Linked DNA regions of Mus musculus: region 2 is linked to region 1. A link is a contact called in public Hi-C data. All regions are on one chromosome and are shown on one strand. Each heading gives the region's core, a stretch centred on a gene start, on an enhancer-like site or on the middle of the called end of the contact. The rest is flanking DNA. Distances are from core to core; before and after follow the strand shown. Region 1 overlaps Acaca (acetyl-Coenzyme A carboxylase alpha). Region 2 overlaps Acaca (acetyl-Coenzyme A carboxylase alpha).

Region 1 (2,886 bases), core at 92-2,591:
TATACTTAAGCACATTTGAACTACCACCAAAAGCCTTATTAACTTCTAGCAAGATATAAAGGTAGAGCATTCGTCTCAAAGTATGTGTAAGCATGACAATCAGTTGCTAAATGGAGATGCTTCAAGAGAACTGAATTGATTTGTTCAATCTAACTCCATAATGAATATGAATATTCTTTGATGCATCTCAGCAGAATGTACTCATAAATAATATCACAAGGTATTTCTGAAGGACCAATCAGGAGAGCCTGCTAGGAAGGACCAAGCTAAAGGATGCCTCCAGGATTTGTCTGACACATTACTGGCATATTGACCTGAAGCAAATTCAGAGTGAGATGATGAGACCTGCTCTTTGGAAAACTATTCAAAACTCTCGCTGAAGAACACCACCTGCAATGTTGCAGGAGGAAGAGAGCAACGTGAGCTTGAGATCTGAGGCTCACTGCAAGTCCTGTTTATACAAGGATGCTTTGCAAGGTGAGGATACTGCTCACACAGACTAAAGAGACTGACACTCCAGGGTTTTACTCTTGGTAATGAGGACAATAGGACAGGAAGTTCATCATTTAATAGTATTGGAAAACAGGAGGCAGAATGAGAGAGGAAACCATTGATACCATGGATGAAACAAATGAAGCACATTTCAAGCAAGTCTTACACATGGTGCTCACTAGAAACAGGGATTCTGAGCTGTGTTAACTCAGAAATGCTATTATCCTGACTTCTAGGATCACCAAGTATATTTATGCAATGAGCAAGTTTGTGAGGCACCTTTTCCATCTGCCTATTATTAGACAGGAAAGAGGCAATGGGTTCCAGATAATATTTGAAGGAACTCCTTCTAAATAAGCTAACAGAATATGATTGTGGCAAACACGGGGTTAAATATATTTTTCACTTGACAGAACCCCATGGGAAATATATACAAGATTCAGTTTCCCCTCTATCTCTATGCTCATGGGCCAGAACAGTTAAGGTTGGCAGATCTGAACCAAGCATCCCTCTGAGGGAAGACCAAGGCGGGCGCAGAAATACTTTTCCTCTTCCTCTTCCTCTTCCTCTTCCCTCCCCCCACCTCTCTCTCTCCTTCTTTCTCTCCCCCCCTTCTCTCCACATTTTAATAGAGCTATACGGCTATAATTTGTTTTAGTTACTAGTATTTTAAAAGGAGAGAAAATATGTAAGCCTATAAATATTGTCACTTCTACAGAGAGTTTGCCACCAACTTGTCACTGCCCTAACACTTTCTGGATTCTGTCCAATCAAAACTGCTGTCCTCTCAAACTTGCATGTGACCTTGCTTGGCTGAGGAAGCAGAAGAAACGCAAAACACACACTGAAATGCCCCTCGCACTGTATTGGCTTGGGAACTTCTTCACACAGCTCAAAGTAACAAAACTTAATACACCTTTCCAACACTAATCTTACAGGTATAAAATAAAATGACTTTTAAATCATGGGAACACTTTAACACTTTTAAATTTAAAACAGTTAACAAAATGATGAAACATGAGATCAGCTATTTCTGGAATTTACTCCTCTAAAAGGAGAAGCAAATTAGAGCAACTAATACTGTGAATGTTTTGCCAGGCTAAGAATAATCTTAAGGGTTTCTCCTCTGAAAGCCCCAAATGTAATGAGAACTCGGAAAGATGTTGCCAGCAACGCTGAACATAGCCTGTCAACACACTCCCTCTCACGCAGAGCTCAATGGGGTCTCTGCCATACTGACACTTTTCACGTACTTTTGGAACAGCTGAAGACATGTTTTCTGAACAGAAAGGGTAAGTCAGTATGTCCAAGGGGAAGCTGAGGATTTCCTCGTTGACTGTAGTATGATATTTTTCCATGTTTCACTATGCTAAGTTGTTTTTTTTTGGGGGGGGAGGGGAGAGGATGTGCTTTTAATTGGAAAAGAAACTAAATATACGGTACCTGTTTAGCGTGGGGATGTTCCCTCTGTAATTAAACAACCACAGTTAGTTACTGATAGGTTAGTGAAAGCCATAATAAAAGAATTGTCAGAGTAGATACAGACCAGTCACCAGGAGCTCCAGTTTTGCAGCTCTGGCACCAGCAGACATAATTAAGTGCTCATTACCCTTCAACCCCCAGGGTACCTCCAAAGAGGCTTCTTCCTGACCTACCTCACCACAGCGGCTGTTGAGGAAAGGGTCCAGATGTATCACCAGGGATTTTTTAAACGTAAGTCTCATTACAAAATAATAATAATAATAATAATAATAATAATAATAATGTGGAGTAGGGGTAAAACACAGACTGGTTAAAAAGTCAAGCTTTAGTATATGGCACATTATCTTTAATCTGAAACATGAAATATGACCCCTGACACAAAATGTCTACAGTATTCCTTGCTCCTATTACAAATCAGAAGTTGGTTCCATAGCTCCTCCTGCCTTATTGTTTTTCTGGAATATGTAATAAAAATAAGGAAATGAATCCAGTGATACAGGTACCCTGAAATTTAGCCCCACTTTTCCTCTCTGAAAGGCAGCACATATCCTAGGGCACAAGAGCTTAAGGGCCCTGAAAATCCTAAGGAATCTACATTATACTAGTAGTTTGGTATAACCTTGTTACAGTTGATATTCTTTAATTAAATGGTGTAAGATAATGTTTTAATTATTATTAGCTTGAAAACTCTAGGCCTTTCACTAATAAAATGGTACCTAACTTTGACTAGTTTTAGAATTTCCTCATAAAGAAGGTGTCAAACTCATGAAAGAAAGATTGAGCCCAGTGGTGGAGGTGTATGCACTCAGGAAGCAAAGGGAGGTCCATCTCTGAGTTTGAAGCCAGCCTGGTCTTCAGAGTTCAAAGACAGCTAAGGCTACACAGAGAAATCCTGTCTTGAAAAACCATTGA
Region 2 (2,785 bases), core at 67-2,566, 67 kb before region 1:
TGGGGAAAGAGTGGTATAAAGGGACAAGAGGGAGGACGGGCAAGAAGAAAGGGCTGAGGGGAGAGAGGGAAGGGGAAAACCGTAACAGCACTTCTCCTCCTAACATCCTCCTTGACCCCAGAGAACTACATTTTTAAAAGCTGACAAGTAATTCAATCTCCAATTAACATTTCTAAGTGGTGCTGCACATATTACTGTGTAAATGTTTCACCAGGAATATATCCAAGGGTGAGTGGAATTAAATTTCTTGGGAGTCAGAGACAATGCCTCTGTGACAATGTTACCAAATACACAGCTAAAGGGTTACACTCCTTTCTATACTGTTGTTGTCACGGCTGGCACTGGCAAACTAGAGAGCTAGCCCACAGCTGGTGGATTAGGCTTGGGGGCAGAGAGGACGCTCAGTGATACACACTCGCAGGCAGAGGGGATTTGAGCCATAGTTTGAGTCAAGATAATCCCCTTGGCAAGACTCAAAAATCTCTCAATAAGAAACAAATTCTGATGTGATCAAGTTTGCTGAAGAATAATCTTAGGCAAAGAGACTGTTGCTACCAGTGTCAGGAAAAGACTGGTTTTGTTTTAAATGTATTTTAAAACAAGTGTCTTGCTACGTGTATAGCTCAGGATGGCCTCAAGCTGACCATCTTATCCTGGCCTCCTAGGGCAGGTGTGTGCCATCATTCCCTGATAGGAAAGTATTTAGCCACAAAGACACTGAGATACAGAGCAGAAAAAGCACTGCAAGAGCTTTGCTCACTGAGAGCACAAGCACAAACTCACCAGGTGCAGTGGAAGATACTATTAATGTAAACGAATAAAGAAGAACCATAGATAGTTTGCCTGTCAAATGTGAGAGAAAAGGCATAGCCTTCCGAATAGAGAGCTGCCTGCCAAAAGAAATCACTCATCCCAGAGATCCATCAGCTAACTACTCATTTAGCTAGAGACATGAAAGTACTGACAATAAATCAATTCCAAATGGAAATACTTAGCATTTTAAATAAAGTCTGGTTTAGAGCCAGGTGTGGTGACTCATGCCTGTGATCCCAGCACTTGGGAACTGGAGACAGGAGAGTCAGGAGTTTATGGTCAGCTTCCACTCTGTGAGGCCCCAACTCAAAAGAAAATCAAGAGGGCAGACAAGAGTCTACCTTATTGAGAGATTATTTAAATATAACAAAAGTATCCAATTTATGGTATAAAATTCTATGACACTGACAAACACATCCAGTCACATCCCGTACACAGTAACGACATGGGAACATTATCGTCACGCTCCTCTGGCCCCTCTGCCTACTCCAAACAGCCAGTGATCTCATTTCTGCTCTGACTGCTTGGCCTTTTGTTAAGGTGGCATACAATGAGATTCACAGAGTATACAGCATTCAGGGCCTAGCTTCTTTTGGTTATCATATGGAGTGCATCACATTCATTCATACAGTCCAAGTGTAGGTACTTCCTTTTCACAGAGGGGTGCCATGACTCAGTTAGTGTTTGTCAGTTGGTAGACATCTAGGCTGTCAGTTTGGGGAGAGACTAGGAAGAAAGCTGCCACGAACATTTGGAAACAGGATTGTATGGTAAGTGTATAGCTAACTTAGTAAAAGAAACAGAAACCAAACCACAGATTTCAAAGTATTGATACCACTTCTCATTTCATTCAATAGTGGACAGAGTTCTAGCTACCCCAATTCATATCAGCATTTGGAATTTTGTAAATTATCATTAAAAATACTTATTTTGGTTTTTCCTAGAGCTGGGATATAGCACAGATTTAGAGCACTTACCTAGCATGTATCAGACTGTGAGTTTGACTGCCATCACCATAAACCAACAACAAGAAGCTGCATCATATAGGGAAAGAATGTAGTGCTGTGAAACTGTGGCTTTAATTTCCTTAATGAGGAGTGACAGACATAATTGCATACACTTATCTCCCATCTTTAAACATCTTCTTTCATGCAGAGTCTACTCAAATTTCTTGCCCATGTATTTAACTATTAGGCTGTTTTCTTATTGAGTTCTGAAAATTCTTTATATATTCTGGATTCTCTTTTACCAAATACATGTTTCTCATAGATTTTTAAAAAATGTTTTTTAGTTACCTCGTGGCTTTTCTAAATAGACTGGTACTTGAGGCAAATGGTAAAATGCCCCAGTGCTAGAGCTCACAGCAGCCAGATATCTGATATATCTGAAAGATAGGCTTGCCAGAGCCTGACTTCCTAGACAGTAACATTTATTCTTTCTCTGCAGCTTTTTTTTTTTCATTTTCTTGCTTATGGTGGGTAGCATTTTTTTTAATCCCTCAGTATCAGGCATGTCCAAACACTAGTCTACAGGCTGCATGTATCATGATGGACAGGCATGAATAGGTCCCACACGTTTACAGATATTGCGTTACAAAGTCAAAAGATTGGATATTTCTGAAAATTAAGTTTGTTTTAAATACCATGAAATCAGGAATCATAATGTATCTCAACATAAAAGCAACTTTACAAATTACAAATGCAATGAATGAATGCCAGAGTTCCATATGAACTACAGAAACTCAACACTGACATAGTCAAGCAAGTCGAGCCACTAAAGCCAAGCCTTCTATTAGTGCTCTAATGTAAAGTATAAAAGGCAAGCAAGTGACTCATTCCTTTTACCTGTCTTTGGTGCAGTTGCTGGGTGATGTTTTTGAGTTGTTACTGGTTCCAACCACAACCCTTAACATCTATTTTGTGTGTGTATGTGTATGAGTGTATGAGCACTTGTGCACCATGGAGTGTGTGTA

Evidence for each region. Hi-C and Micro-C count contacts between places; a contact is called where the count stands out from the background.
Region 2: a Hi-C map of the N1E-115 cell line shows a contact between it and region 1, with 1.9 times the contacts expected there. The contact joins two enhancer-like sites. A contact is called at or near these places in 1 of 39 promoter capture datasets (the HPC-7 cell line), 1 of 15 datasets of contacts at CTCF or cohesin (CD8 T cells), 2 of 484 Hi-C or Micro-C datasets (the N1E-115 cell line and nephron progenitors) and 2 of 115 datasets of contacts at active chromatin or transcription factors (SST interneurons and double positive thymocytes).

What each region holds. Positions count from the first base shown.
Region 1 is chr11:84,289,361-84,292,246 of GRCm38.p6, reverse strand. It overlaps Acaca (acetyl-Coenzyme A carboxylase alpha), which reads right to left. Exons shown (of 54, transcript NM_133360.2): 28 at 1,936-1,959. Among named protein-coding and RNA genes, the nearest start is that of Acaca, 95 kb to the right of the region's middle. Within about 2 kb of position 1,341, at least 13 of the 459 cell types and tissues checked have an H3K27ac peak or open chromatin away from gene starts, as enhancers often do. A contact at or near this core is called in the N1E-115 cell line, where this site is marked.
Region 2 is chr11:84,356,177-84,358,961 of GRCm38.p6, reverse strand. The region is part of intron 43 of Acaca (acetyl-Coenzyme A carboxylase alpha); the gene reads right to left. Among named protein-coding and RNA genes, the nearest start is that of Aatf, 160 kb to the left of the region's middle. Within about 2 kb of position 1,316, at least 10 of the 459 cell types and tissues checked have an H3K27ac peak or open chromatin away from gene starts, as enhancers often do. A contact at or near this core is called in the N1E-115 cell line, where this site is marked.